2 separate regions of the Mus musculus genome follow, and region 1 is linked to region 2. Evidence: chromatin contacts called from public Hi-C data. All regions are on one chromosome and are shown on one strand. The core of a region is the stretch at or near the end of the contact, and the rest is flanking DNA. Distances in the headings are between cores, read along the strand shown. Region 1 holds the start of Efcab1 (EF-hand calcium binding domain 1). Region 2 has its middle 18 kb from the start of Gm25547.

Evidence for each region. A called contact is a pair of places that touch in the nucleus more often than the background predicts.
Region 1: a Hi-C map of muscle stem cells shows a contact between it and region 2, with 1.4 times the contacts expected there. The contact joins the promoter of Efcab1 here to the enhancer-like site in region 2. A contact is called at or near these places in 2 of 39 promoter capture datasets (liver and stem cell-derived epiblast-like cells), 2 of 484 Hi-C or Micro-C datasets (muscle stem cells and uterus), 1 of 115 datasets of contacts at active chromatin or transcription factors (embryonic stem cells) and 3 of 9 other capture datasets (adipose tissue, liver and pancreatic islet).

The regions. Positions count from the first base shown.
Region 1 is chr16:14,904,218-14,911,775 of GRCm38.p6, reverse strand. Efcab1 (EF-hand calcium binding domain 1) reads right to left here and starts at 5,130. Exons shown (of 6, transcript NM_025769.3): 1 at 4,964-5,130. The coding sequence starts at 5,021. The region is part of intron 2 of Gm33696 (a long non-coding RNA gene); the gene reads left to right.
Region 2 is chr16:14,821,265-14,828,679 of GRCm38.p6, reverse strand. No RefSeq gene overlaps it. Among named protein-coding and RNA genes, the nearest start is that of Gm25547, 18 kb to the right of the region's middle. Within about 2 kb of position 1,434, at least 21 of the 459 cell types and tissues checked have an H3K27ac peak or open chromatin away from gene starts, as enhancers often do. A contact at or near this core is called in muscle stem cells, where this site is marked.

The DNA of each region.
Region 1 (7,558 bases), core at 3,881-6,380, 79 kb before region 2:
CATGATCTCCAATCCCTTCCAAATTCATGACCTTTTTTTTATTGTTGTGTATACACACATGCGCACACACACACACACACACACACACACACACACATACACACACAGCTGTTGAATATCTATAGCAATTTAACTAGGTGTGGCACCAGGACACAGGCTGCAGAAACGGAGGAGCAGCTGGGACAGGGTCCTTTCTGTCTCCATCTGCAACAGGAGCTGGGGCTGCTCTACAGCCCTCATTGCACAGGTCCTGCCAGGGGAGAGCTCGTCCCCAGGGAGTGCTCTAACTCCCAGATTCAGAGCTGAGATCACCATTTTCTCTCAGGTGAATGTCTAAGGCTGGACAGGCCTAGAGATCACAGGACATAGAAGCTGTAGGGCAGCTGGGACAGAGGCCTTCCAGCCTCCATCTACACCCAGGAGCTGGGGCTGTCCCATATTCCTCTGTGCACGGGTCCTGCCAGGGGAGAGCTCCTCCCCTAGGAGTGCTGACAAAGACTTACAGGCACATGGAAGGGACAAGCTCAATCCAGAGACACCAACTAACACCAGAGATAGCCAGATGTCCAAAGGCAAGCTCCAGAACCTTACCAACAGAAAGCAAGACTGGATGGAATCATCAGAACCCACTTCTCCCACAACAGCAAGTCCTGGATAGCCCAACACACTGGAAAAGCAAAATTTGGATTTAAAAATCACATCTCATAATGCTGATAGAGGACTTTAAGAAGGGCATAAATAACTCCCTTAAAGAAATATGGGAGAACACAAGAAAACAGGTAGAAGACCTTAAAGAGGAAACACAGAAATCACTTAAAGAATTATAGGAAAACACAACCAAACAGGTGAAGGAATTGAACAAAACCCTCCAGGATCTAAAAATGGAAGTAGAAACAATAAAAAAAAAGTCACAAAGGGAGATAACACTAGAGAGAGAAATCCTAGGAAAGAGGTCAGAAGTTATAGATGTGAACATCACAAACAGAATGCAAGAGATAGAAGAGAGAATCCAGGTACAGAAGATACCATAGAAAACATTGACACAACATTCAGAGAAAATGCAAAATGCAAAAAGCAAAAAGCTCCTAACCCAAAGAATCCAGGAAATCCAGGACACAATTAGAAGACAAAACGTAAGATAATAGGTATAGATGAGAGTGAAGATTCCCAACTTAGAGGGCCAGTAAATATCTTCAACAAAATTATAGAAGAAAACTTTCCTAACCTAAAGAAAGAGATGAACATGAACATACAAGAAGCCTACAGAACTCCAAGTAGATTGGACCAGAAAAGAAATTCCTCCTGCCACATAATATTCAAAACACCTAATGCACGAAACAAAGAAAGAATATTAAAAGCAGAAAGGGAAAAAGGTCAAGTAACATATAAAGGCAGACCTATCAGAATTACACAAGACTTCTTGCCAGAGATTATGAAACCCAAAAGATCCTGGGTAGATGGCATACATACCCTAAGAGAACACAAATGCCATCCCAGGCTACTATACCCAACAAAACTCTCAATTACCATAGATAGAGAAACCAATGTATTCCATGACAAAAACAAATTTACACAATATCTTTCCCTAACTCTAGTCCTTCAAAGGATAATAAATGGAAAACACCAACACAAGGAAGGAAACTACTCCCTAGAAATAGCAAGAAAATAATCTTCTTTTAATAAGCCAAAAAGAAGATAGCCACATAAATGTAACACCACCTTTAACAATAAAAGTAATAGGAAGAACAATTACTTTTCCTTAGTATCTCTTAATATCAGTGGGCTCAGTTCCCCAATAAAAAGACATAGAATAAAAGACTGGATACATAAACAAGACTCAACATTTTGCTGCATTCAGGAAACATACCTCAGGGACAAAGACAGATACTACCTCAGAGTAAAAGGCTGGAAAACAATTTTCCAAGCAAATGGTCTGAAGAAACAAGCTGGAGTAGCCACTCTAATATCAAATAAAATCGACTTTCAATCTAAACTTATCAAAAAAGATAAGGAGTTACAATTCATACTCATCAAAGGTAAAATCTACCAAGATGAACTCTCAATTCTGAACATATATGCTCCAAATGCAAGGGCACCCACATTTATAAAAGAAACTTTGCTAAAGCCTAAAGCACACATTGCACCTCACACAATAACAGTGGGATATTTCAATGCACCAGTCTCATCAATGGACAGATCATGGAAACAGAAACTAAACAGAGACACTGTGAATGTAACAGAAGTTATGAAACAAATATCTATAGAGCATTTTATCCTAAAACTAAAGAGTACACCTTCTTCTCAGCACTTCATGGTACCTTCTCCAAAACTGACCACATAATCAGTCACAAAATAGGCCTCAACAGATACAAGAAGATTGACATAATCCCATGCATCCTATTAGATCATCACAAACTCAGGCTGGTCTTCAATAACAACAAAAAGAATAGATAGAAAGCCCACAATACATGTGGAGGCTGAAAAACACTCTACTCAATGGTAACTCGGTCAAGGAAGAAATAAAGAAAGAAATTGAAGACTTTTTAGATTTTAATGAAAATGAAGCCACAACATACCCAAACATATGGGACACAATGAAAGCAGTGCTAAGAAGAAAACTCATAGCTCTGAGTGCCTCCAAAAAGAAACTGGAGAGAGCAAACACTAGCAGCTTGAAAGCACAAATGAAAGCTGTAGAACAAAAAAGAAGCAAATACACCCAGAGGAGTAGAAGGCAGTGAATAATCAAACTCAGGGCTGAAATCAACCAAGTAGAAATAAAAAGAACTATGCAAAGAATCAACAAAACTAGAAGCTGATTCTTTGAGAAAGTCAACAAGATAGATAAACCCTTAGCCAGACTAAGTAGAGGGCATTTTCCTGGTCATGTCTAGGAATGCTATCTAGTAGCATCCTGGTTTCCTGACTCTTAAAATCTTTCTTCTCCCTCTTCTTTGATTTTTTTCTGAGTCTTAGAAATAAGACTCAGAGATTGATAGATGTGTTGTACATCTATCAATTGGGCTTAGGTACCTCATGGTCCCTTATTCTTTGTATCATGACACATTGTAGATCTTTGAAATAGTCACTAACTGTTGAAAAAAGAGACTTACTTGATGCAGAGTGAGAACTACTTATTTGTGGCTACAAGAGTAATTATTTAGAATATAGTTAGAAATTATACTGGTTTAGGAAAATGGCAATTGTAGGTTCTAGTCTAAGGTTCATGATCCTTCCAGCCATGGTTAGTTGGCTAGGTTTATAGTACCAGACATGAGGCCTCTCCTACTATGTCCAATTAAACAGCTGGTGGTTACTTGAAAGATAAAAGTGCCACCACTGTGGATCGTGTGCCTGTCCAGTCATTTTCCTGGCTCATGGGCCTTTCTCTGGCTAGGTCCACTGATTGGTTGCTCCTCTCCCTTGGCCGCTTGCACAACACTTTAAGATATAAGAGCTAGGCCTCAGGGAGGTTTCCAGGCCAGCTCCAGCTCAATTTCTAGGAATTCTGTCTCTTGAGTGTATGACATCTTCAGCAATAGGATCTCACTTTCAAGCTCTGGAAGACAAAGGGAACAGCTGAGGCCCATATTGTCTTGGGAATCTCTTGTATTCCCCTAGTCAATAACTCAACTGGAGGTTTCTCAAGCCTGGCATTGAATTTTGTATTAGACGGTGTATGGCTCTTGGAAATAGGGAAAACACCCTTACTTCATTATTTTTGAGTTGTTGTCACTGTTAGTGAAGAATTGTGTACTTATGAAGCAGACTTAATCAAATAAACATTGTGTGTGCCAGTTATTAATGTTGTGAGTATTCATTGGAAATGTTTTTACTCATTTTCAAAATAGCATATATTCTCCCAGAAATGGAAGCATTTCAGGAAAACCACAAAAGAACACAATTTCTTATCAAATTTATAAACACCTTAAATGACTGCCATTTTCTGAGAATTTTAAGATGCTCACAGTATAATAGTATATCATAGTTTTCAGTTGGGGCACTACCCCCGTGACATCAATTCTCACACATTGTATCAGATACAAATGATATAAAGGTGCTAGGCCAGAAACCTCCAGAGCTACATTAGAAGTTCACATCCACACCTTCACACAATGGAGCTGGTTTGAAGATGTGACCTCTCCATTTTCATTGTGACCAGTATCTCTTCGACCATCACATAGCTTCTAAATTCACACATCAAACAATACTGCCCTCATCTCAATGATCCACACACTGCTTCTCAGCTCAAGAACAGCTGTTTTTCTGTCTGAGTACAATGCTCTCATGTGTGGTCACCTGCAAGATCTCCTTTACCTATGGACCTGATTGGGAATTGGAAATTGAGCATCTAAAACTGGGAACAGATTCTTTACCGTCTTAGATTTGCTGAGCAATATACTTTTCAATGAAATGCCTCTACGGAAGACAGTGTCTGTACCACCGCAAGTCTCTTTCTTAAAAGTGTTCAGGATGCATGCACGACTGTTTTCTTTATGGATCTCTTATCACACTTCCAGAGCTTAGACCTCAGAGCGTTTTGTTTTCTTTTGTTGTTTTTGTTTTTTCCTCTCTAGAAAGAGCCAGAAAGTAAGTAAAGGCTCTGCTGCTTTCTTGATTCTGGTGTTTTTCTGGGGCATCCTTTTCAACCTGTCTAAAGCTGAAGCCACATGCCTCCCAGATACACACCATATTGCTTCTCTAACTTAAAAGCAAATAAAGAGATCTTTGAATTTAGTGAATGTCTATGAGGGAGCTCGGGCAGCTTGGAACTTGTCCCAGTTATAAAAGGGTAGGATGGATGCCTCCCAAGGAGTTGGAACTCCACAAAGGGATTCTCTTTCCGATCCTCTTGAGGAGGAGCGTGGAGGGGCCATTACTGGTGGAAGCAGGAAGTAGAGACTGGGTAGAAAGAGATCTGGCCCAGAAGTCATAGGAACTCTTGCATTCAGTTCTTACTTACAGTGCTTGCAATTTTTAGTTAAGGTGTCCGTCAACTTCTGCAGCTTCTTTCTGTTCATGATGGGTGTTAATAATATTAGATCTTAGAGTGTCATCTGGAGCAGAGTGCCAGGACGCTCCGGCTCCGGAGCCCCAGGCTGAGGGAGCTTGGTGCAGCCAGCTTGGCTCTGCGCATTTGCGCATTTGCGCATTTGCGGCCCTAACAGACAGTGTGGCCATGGCAACGCCTCAGGTGAAAGCGGCCTCTGTACATAGAGCAGCCATGGCAACGGCTGGGTGGGACACTGATTGGCTCCTGTCAGGGGGCCTCTTGGTCAGCTCAGTAAAGCCTGCCAGTCCTGACTGCCCAGCACAGACACTGTGCCTGCATTTAGTCCCAGTTGCAGCGTTTCAGCCTGACACTTTGCAGACTGTATTGTTTGCCATGTTGGAAATTTCTATTTTCACTTGTCACACCATCATTTCTGTTCACAGCCCCTCAAGACTACATCATAATCAGAAGAGTAAGGTGTGCAAGCTGGATAGATGTTTTGTATGATGAGCACAAGAGCGATTCAGGTTTTCAAGATCTGTGGGGATGCTGGAGGGAAATAGGTGTGTAATTAAAGCAATTATCAGAAGGGAATCTGAACAATTACGGTTTGAACTGTGTTACTCAGAAAGTAGATCTCTCTGTGTCTCTGTCTCTCTCTGTCTCTCTCTCTGTCTCTCCCCCCTCCTTCTTTGGAGTGGGAGTTTTCAGTCAAATTTGCAAAAGGCCAATGTCATATTTTAAGTTCGTTAATTAAAGATACATACTCTTTTTGTTGTTTTGTATAAAATAGAGTTTATTTAGGGCATAAGGAGGGGAGTTGCGAGGGTTGTAGAGGCAGAGAAAGGCAGAGAGAGAGAGAGAGAGAGAGAGAGAGAGAGAGAGAGAGAGAGAGAAGAGAGGAAGGAGGAGGAGAAGGAAGAGGAGGAGGGGAGGAGGAGGAGGAGGAAGAGGAGAAAGAGAGGAGTAGAGATTGGCCATGAGCACATGGAGAGAGAGGGGGAAGGGAATGGGGAGAAAGAGGGTAAGGGACAAGAGGACAGAGCAGAAGCAAGAAGGCAAGAGAGAGAAAGGAGGGGGCAAGCAGCCCCTTTTATAGTGAGTCAGGCACACCTGGCTGTTGCCAGGTAACTATGGGGCGGAGCCTAGATAAAATGCTAACAGTAACAACTTTCCAAACTACATAGACTGACATAACAGCCCAGAAGTTGCCATGGAGACAAATTGGAGAATTTTTCCATGATGCGGAATCCTTCAAGTGGTCAGTTTGCAGCCACACCTAGTTCTTCTATTGAAAACCCTTCCCTAGTCTCTTGAAATCACTCAAATTTATAATTGTCTAATTTTATAATTTTGAAATGGTAATAAGACATCAGCCACACAGAATATAACCTACTGAGAGTCCTTTCCATCAGTATAATTTTCTGCAAATCCATCCAGGAAATTTTGCCTTTTTATTGCTGAATAGTATTCCATGATTTATATGTGCCATATTCTGTTTATACACCCATGCACTGAAGACCTTCAGCCTTCAGTTTTAAGCTCTTAACAGGGAAGATACTATAGACCATTTCTCATATGAATGAGAGTTAAGTTCTCTGGAATGAGCACCTAGGATTGCTAGTACATATGGCAGCTGTATGATTGCAATTTAGAAATTGTGAGATTGCTTTCCAGAGAGTCTGAACATTGTGAGGCCACAGCCTAGTGTCTCCTCATCGCTGTCTGTACTTGGTGCCCTCACTGTTTTTGTTTGTTCAGCTTTTAAAGCAAACACAACCATTCTAATGGGTATGTGTTGACATCATGAGTTTTAACTTGCATCCTTAGCTGATCAAGTAGGGCTGTCTTCACCGTTATGGCATCTTCCATGTATTCTGTCTGCTCAAATATTCACTCACATCTTGGGCAAGATTGGATTTTTTTTTAAATCTATATGGTTTTGCATTTTAAGTCCATAAATTAAATTCATGATGAATTTTGAGTTGGCTATTGCAGAGGTAGGAGATTTAAGTCAGGGATCATTTGTTGCCTGATTATATCCAGAACGTCCACAGCTGTTGCTGACAATTCCATTGAGCTTCTTCTGAATGGATTCCTTCCACTAATTGTTACATTTTAGTTACGGTGTTTGTCACCTCACAGTTATTCACTCAGTCCTTTCTATTTCTTTGGGGAAAGGGGAGGAAAGGGTACATTTGTAGTCTATCATTGAAGAAAGTCAGGACAGGAACTCAAGCAGGGCAGGAACCTGGAGGCAGGAGCTTGTGCAGAAGTCATGGATGGGTATTGCTTACTGGCTAATTCCTCATGGTTTGCTCAGACTGCATTCTTTCTTTTTCCTGTTTCTTTGTCGAGACTGTTCAGAGGGTTTCATCTGACATGGTGGAGCCCTTGTGGCTGATGCAGCAGTGGGAACTTTGGGTTGCTACTCTCCAGCCTTCAAAACAGTTGAGAACTGAGTGTTCAAATCACAAGCCAGAGGGGGCATTTCAGGTTCAAACCAGAACAGGTTTGGAAAAGGACATGTTTCTTTTGGGAGAACAGGGAGAGGTTTGAGTAGTC
Region 2 (7,415 bases), core at 185-2,684:
ATATTTTTACCAAAATCAAAGAAAAGAAAATGTCCTAACCTAAAAAAGGGGGATAGCTGTAAAGGTACAAGAAGCTTACAAAACACCAAATTAATTGGACCAGAAAAGAAAATCCTCATGTCCCATAATAATTAAAATACTAAATAAGCAGAACAAAAAATATTAAAAGCAGCAAGAGAAAAATGCCAAGAAACATAAAAAGGCAGACACAATGAAAGCTTGATTAGGAAGAAAGTTCATAGCATTAAGTACCTTCAAAAAGAAATTGGAGACTTAAGAGCACAGTTGAAGCCAGGCGGTGGTGGCACACGCCTTTAATCCCAGCACTTCGGAGGCAGAGGCAGGTGGATTTCTGAGTTCGAGGCCAGCCTGGTCTACAGAGTGAGTTCCAGGACAGCCAGGGCTACACAGAGAAACCCTGTCTTGAAAAAAGTCCAAAAACCAAACCAAACCAACCAAACAAACAGAAAAAAAAAAAAAAAAAAAAAAGCACAGATGAAAGCTCTACAACAACAACAAAATAAAAATAGCAAACACACCTAAAAGGTATAGAGAGCAGAAAATAAATTGAGGACTGAAATTAATAAAATAGAAATGAAGAGAATAAAAAGGATCAATAAAACAAAGAGTTGGTTCTTTGAGAAAATCAAGAAGATAGAAAAACTCTCATCCAAACTAACTAAAAGACAGAGAAAGAATATCCAAAATAACAAAATCAAAAATGAAAAACGGAACATAGCAATAGACACTGAGGAAATTCAAAGACTCATTAGATTGTACTTAAAATCCTGTATCCCACAAAACTGGAAAATCTAAAGGAAATGGACAATGTTCTCAAAAGATTCCTCTTAAATCAAAGTCAGATAAACAAAAATAGATGTAACCCCCCAAGGAAACAGATGATATCATTAAAATTCTCCCAACCCAACTAAGCCTAGGGCCCGTCAGTTTTAGTGCAGAATTCTACAAGACTTTCAAAAGGTCTTGATATCAATATTCCTCTGAATCTGCATGAGTCAGTGGGAGTGACCAGGACCAGTCAGATAGATGCCTTGAGTAGCCCTCTTATGTACAAATGATAAAGGGGCTGGGAAAGAAATCAGAGAAACAACACCCTTATGCTTAGATTTTTCAAAACATACTTTAACAAGAGTTCTCAAAAGCTTTGACCCCCTTCTAGTCCACTATCAAAAGGTAGGGGCAAAAAGATGGTAAATTGGACAAGAAAATATGGACCTGTTTAGAAGTAGTTCTTTGGGGTGATTTTAATCTCCATTGTCAGGATACCAGCAGTCCAGTTCAGTAGTGTCAAGATACCGACAGTCCAGTTTACCAAACAAGAATCAGCAGTGTTGGCACCACCCAGCAGAAACAGTCAGGCTTTCACAGAATCTGCATAAGTCAGCCTGAGTGACCAGGACCAGCTGGAATGCCTGTCCATTGAGTCATACTCTTTCAAAACATCATGTGTCCTTTCACATGGCTTGCCTTAGCAAAATATCACATAAGACTGCTTTAGTAAAACGTCACGTGAGACTGCATCACATGACACAACTAGAAAATTTCACTTCAATACCCTTCACAGTAGCCAGAAATTACATAAATTACCATGGAGTCACTCTAACCAAGCAAGTGAAAGACCTATATGATAAAAACTTCAAATCTTTGAAGGAGAAAATTGAAGAAGCTATTGGAAGATGAAAAGAGTTTCTATCCTTAATCTCAAGTTGTACTACAGAGCAATAGTAATAATAAAAAAAAAAGTCATGATATTGGCACAAAAACAGGTTGGTCAACAGAATCTAATTGAAGACCCAAAAAAATCGACACACCTATGGACACCTGAATTTTGATAAAAAGAAAACTAATGGTGCTGGTGTAACTGGATGTTGGTATGTAGAAGAATGAAAATAAATCCATATCTATCATGGTGCATAAAACTCAAATCTATGTGATCAAAGATCTCAACATAAAACCAGAAACACTAAATCTGATAGAAGAGAAAGTGGGGAATAGTTCTGAATGCACTTGCACAGGAGACCAACAGTGCAGCCACTAAAATTAACAATTAATAAATGTGACCTCATCAAATTGAAAGCTTCTTTGGGGCAAAGGACACTGTCAATAGGACAGAACAGCAACCTACAGAATGAGAAAGGATTTGATCAACTTTACATCTGACAGAGGGCTAACATGCAAATATATAAAGAAATCAAGAGACTTCTCCATTGCTGATGGAAGTGCAAACGTGTATAGTCACTTTGGAAAGCAATATAGCAGGTTATCAGAATATTGGGAATTGACCTACCTCAAGACCCAGCTATGCTACTCTTGGGCATATACCCAAAGGATGCTCCATCTTACCATAAGGGCACTTGCTTACCTATGTTCATAGCAACTGTATTTGTATAGTCCAACTATGCTCACAGCATCCATAAACTGCAAAAACCCTACAGGTCCCTCAACTGAAGAATGGATTTTAAAATATTGTGTACTTACAAAATGGAGTATTACTCAGATTTTTTTTTAAATGACATCATGCAATGTGTGGGTAAATGGATAGACCTATGTGGGGCAGTGGGTTGCACACAGACAGCCTGGTCTCTAGTCAAGCAAAGATCTAGAACCCCAGGGAACCCAATGGGTGGTGATTTCCACCTACATGGGACAGAAGGTGTTCAATCATGTCTCCTGGACCCCTGGCTCCTGTGGAAGTTACTGCCCCCCCACAGCCCCTGCAGGAGAGGTGTATGACTGTCAATCATGCAGACAATGTCCCAAACTCCTGGCATTCTGGCTAGACTCCACCCCCACAGTTACCTGACTATAGCCAGGTATGCTCCTCCTCATAGTTACCTGGCAACAGCAAGATAGCCCAGCACACTATAAAAGGAGGCTCTTGGCCCCTCGATCTCTTTTTAAACTCTCACCTTTCTTACTCTCTAGCTCTCCTTCTCTCTCCCCCTTCGCCCCCCTCCACATGGCCATGGCCGGCCTCTCTCCCCTTTCTACCTTCTCTCTTTCCCTCTGCCTTTCTACAATAAAGCTCTAAAACCATAGACTATCTCTGCTCATTGTACCGTGCTTGTATGATGGTATAGGCTTTCCCCTAATGAGCTGGATCTAACCTCCTGCTGGAAGGCCTTCCTGTGCTCCAGCCATGGACCTGACCAAGGACTCTCGCCTGTGTGGGAACCACCCAGCACTCGCCTCTCCCCCTGCTCTCTCCTCCCTTCTGCCCTGGGGATGACCGAGCAGCCCCTGAGGCCCCCATTTGTTCTTAGGTCTTCCTAGGTGTCCAGCGGTGTCTGGGATGCTGGAGATTAAGAACCTAGTACCTTAGACTGCCCCTTGTCCACCACCTGCTGAGCTGGGGTCCAGTGGCTTCCCATAGCCAGACACTCACCCGGGGCCATGTGGAAAGCATGCAGCAATCTTCCACATCCGCCCACCAGAGCACCAGAACTCTGGGTTTTCTTCCACGGCACCCACTGCCCAACAGAACTAGAAAAAATCAGTAACCAGACCCAAAAAAACAAATATTGTATGTATTCACTTTTTTTAAAATTTTTTTATTAGGTATTTTCCTCATTTACATTTCCAATGCTATCCCAAAAGTCCCCCACTCCCTCCCCATCCCACTCCCCTTCCCACCCACTCCCACTTCTTGGCCCTGGCGTTCCCCTGTACTGAGGCATATAAAGTTTGCACGACCAATGGGCCTCTCTTTTCACTGATAGCCGGCTAGGCCATCTTCTGATACATATGCAGCTAGAGACACGAGCTCCAGGGGGTACTGGTTAGTTCAAATTGTTGTTCCACCTATAGGGTTGCAGATCCCTTAAGCTCCTTGGGTACTTTCTCTAGCTCCTCCATTGGGGTCCCTGTGATCCATCCAATAGCTGACTGTGAGCATCCACTTCTGTGTTTGCTAGGCCTGGCATAGTCTCACAAGAGACAGCTATATCAGGGTCCTTTCAGCAAAATCTTGCTAGTGTATGTATTCACTTTTACGTGGACAGTAAAGTATAATCATGCTACAATAAACAGACCCAGAGAGGATAAGTAACAAGGAGTGATACTTCCCTAGAAAGGGAAATAGAACAGATTTTGTCAGTGGATTGGTAAAGGTTAGGCATGGGAAGAATAGGTGGCTATGGGGGAGGGAGGGAGAGAAGATTGGGAGACAGGACTGGAATTGGTGTGTGTGTGTGTGTGTGTGTGTGTGTGTGTGTGTGTGTGTGTGTGTGTGATTCCAGGATGGAGGTAGGAACCTAGTACAACAGAAGCTCCATAGAATCTACCAGGGTGACCCTAGCAAAGGGGCAAAGTAGTACAAGGCCTCAAGTGGAGTGATTCAGACACCAAGCCAGCCACCCCCCCAAAAAAAATTTTGACCTACAATGTGTCATACCTACATAATTGTTATTAGAGACAGCAGAGAAACTTCCTTCATTCAGCACCTTTAGGAGCAGATACAGAGTGCCATAGTCAAAGATTAGGTAGAGCTTGGGGGAGGAAGTACTGGAGAAATCAGAGGGAACAAGGACAACATATGAACATGGCTCACAAAATCAACTGATCAAAACTCAAGTGAAGTCACAAAGCTCAGTGAGCCTGTATGAGTCTGATCTACGTCCTCTCTCTATATTTGATGGTTGTGGGTCTTACAGCTCCGTGCTCTCAGTAGGCATTAGGGTGCCAGGCAAGACTGTCAGCAAGTATGGTGGTGTCTTGCCAAGCATAGTGTTTTGCAAAGGGTAGGGTCTTGCAGAAGGTAAGGAATGGCATAGGATGGGGTAGTTGTTGCCAAAATTCTGGCCAGAGGACATAAATATTCAATTAAATGAAGTCACTGTTAATTCTAAAGATGTACCGTATGTAGTTGTGACTGTAATTAATTGTGAATTCTTAAATTTTCTTACAAGAGTGGATCTTAGTGCTCTTATGGCACACTCAGAACATAAACCTATAATATAAAATGGTAGGCAGGTTAATTGGCTTGGTTGCTGCAATATATTCCTCAAGAAATAGATATATCTAGGCATCATATTATGTTCTTTAAATATTTAAGGTTTTGTATTGTGTGGGGAGAGGCATACCTTAATATAGATGAAATATGGGGAAGACACATGAGCTCAGAAGTCATCGCCTTTCCACCCCTCCTGGGTAGCCTTGGACAAATAACTTAATCTGAGTCTCTATTAATTCATACATAATTAATTAATGGCTAACAAGCCAATAATTTTATAGGGTTTTTGTGTGGAGGTTACAGTAACAAAACAAGATTAATATAAAGTCCTACCAGCAGTGTAAAACACAGGACAGCACCAGCAAATCATCTTTGGCTTTTGTTTTATCTTTGGTTACTTTCTGAGTCCAACTTATCTGAGTACAACTGTGCCTTTGGTATCCCTTTAGAGGAGTGGGGGAAGACAAGAGACTTGAAGAGAGGGAGTGAATGAAATTGACTATGAACAATTCTGTGAGGCCATATTATAATGACCTTATAAATGCATGAAAAATAAATATGAATGAGCAAAGACATGGCCCATAATTATGAGAAGTAGAAAGTGCCAGCTGAGTTAAGATGAGTAGCTCACAGAAGGGGTAATAGCTTCTGTGACTGAATGGAACCTAGTAACTGACATTGTAAAAGGCTGTGTATGAACCATGTAGCATGTGTAAAGGATATGTGTACTATGTAAGAATAATTTATAGATATCTACACCCATTTCTGTGCAGACATACTTCACCTCTAACGGGGTACCATGTCTTTCATGACATTAACAAAACACATGGTGAAATTTAGTCCCCATTTAGAAGTAGTGAGGGATCAAGACAGATGAGGCCCTTATCAAGTGATAAGTCACAACTGCTTTCCCCTAGATGATAGACTAATCCATTCATGTATAAAAAATTAATGAATTGTGGAGGGAGTGGCCCTAGTATGAAAACATCTTTCTCTGGCATATTCATTCTGTTACTATGACATGCCCATACTTCCTCCTGGGTTGCTTGGAACAAAAGGCCTTCACTAGATTTGTCATCCATTATTTTGTAATGACCAACCTCTACAATGGTTATAAATACTTTTCTTTTCTATTATAAATTGTACAATCTATACAATAGGTGTTTAGGTATAGTAAGTAATAGAAAGTACACAATGACAGAGGCTTCACCAGAAATGAATATGCATAGCCTTCCCAGCTACCAATATCCTGAACTTAGGTAGAACATTTGTTACAATGCATAAATTTCACTTGGCATAGCCTTGTCCTCTAGAGTTGTTTGTGGTAGAGGTCACTCTTGGTATTATACATATTGTGGATTTTATAGATCCATAAATGCATTTGCCCAACATAATTACCACATTTAAAGTAGTTTTATTGTCCTCCATATTCCTCTATACTCTTCCCAGCATTTCTGTGCATCATTTCCTTTTCTTAACCTCTAGCAACCACTGACTTTCTTACTGTCTATATAGATTGGCATTTTCTAGATGCTGTACAACTGCCTTTGCAGAATAGTTATTCTCATCTAGTAATACGCATGTCATGTTTTTCTGCATATATATACACATAGACACACACATTCAACACATTCATTGTTTATGATGTATTAGATCTTGCTAACATATTTTGTTTTATTATACCCTTAGTTGTTCATGACCAATTATAAAATTTTCTTGGAGCAGAGAGCAATTGTCTTAAGAGATTCTGTACAACTGCTACAAAAAAAGGTTTAATTATGCAATGTGAACTATTGATTATCCTATAGGTTTATAAAAAGTAACTCTTCAAGACAGTGAAAATATCCAAAAATGAGTTTTAAGGCAAGTTTCATGAGTGGGAGAGAGCACTCTTAGAAGCCATATTATTCCTTGGTGCTCAGTTGACTAGAATGATCTAAAGTAGCCCCTAAGTCCAGAGACTACCTCTGTGGCCGATTATTGTATCAATTATTTTTTCTGCTACTATGATAAAACACCATGACAAACATAATTATAAAAGAATATACTTTGCCATATACTTCCAGAGGCAAGGTCTGTAATGGGAGAGAAGGCACAACACAGAGAACAGGATCAAGAAGCTACTTGATCACACTTCTATCTGCATGGAGGAAGCAGAGAGTATAAAATAGAATTGGGTAAAGGTCTAAAGCCCATCCTCAGGGATGAAGATCCTCTAGCAAAGCTAGACTTCTTAAAGTTTCCATAACTTCTCCAATGGTGCCACCAATTAAAGACCCACATATTTAAACATATGAGACAATAGGGGACATTTCTCTTTTAAACCACCACAATTCACACCAGAACTATACAGTCAGGCCCATTTTACTCTAGATGCTGCACACTTAGTAAGTAGGACAAAGATAAGTCAAGCTCATACTGAGTCAGAAATGTTCACCCTGCT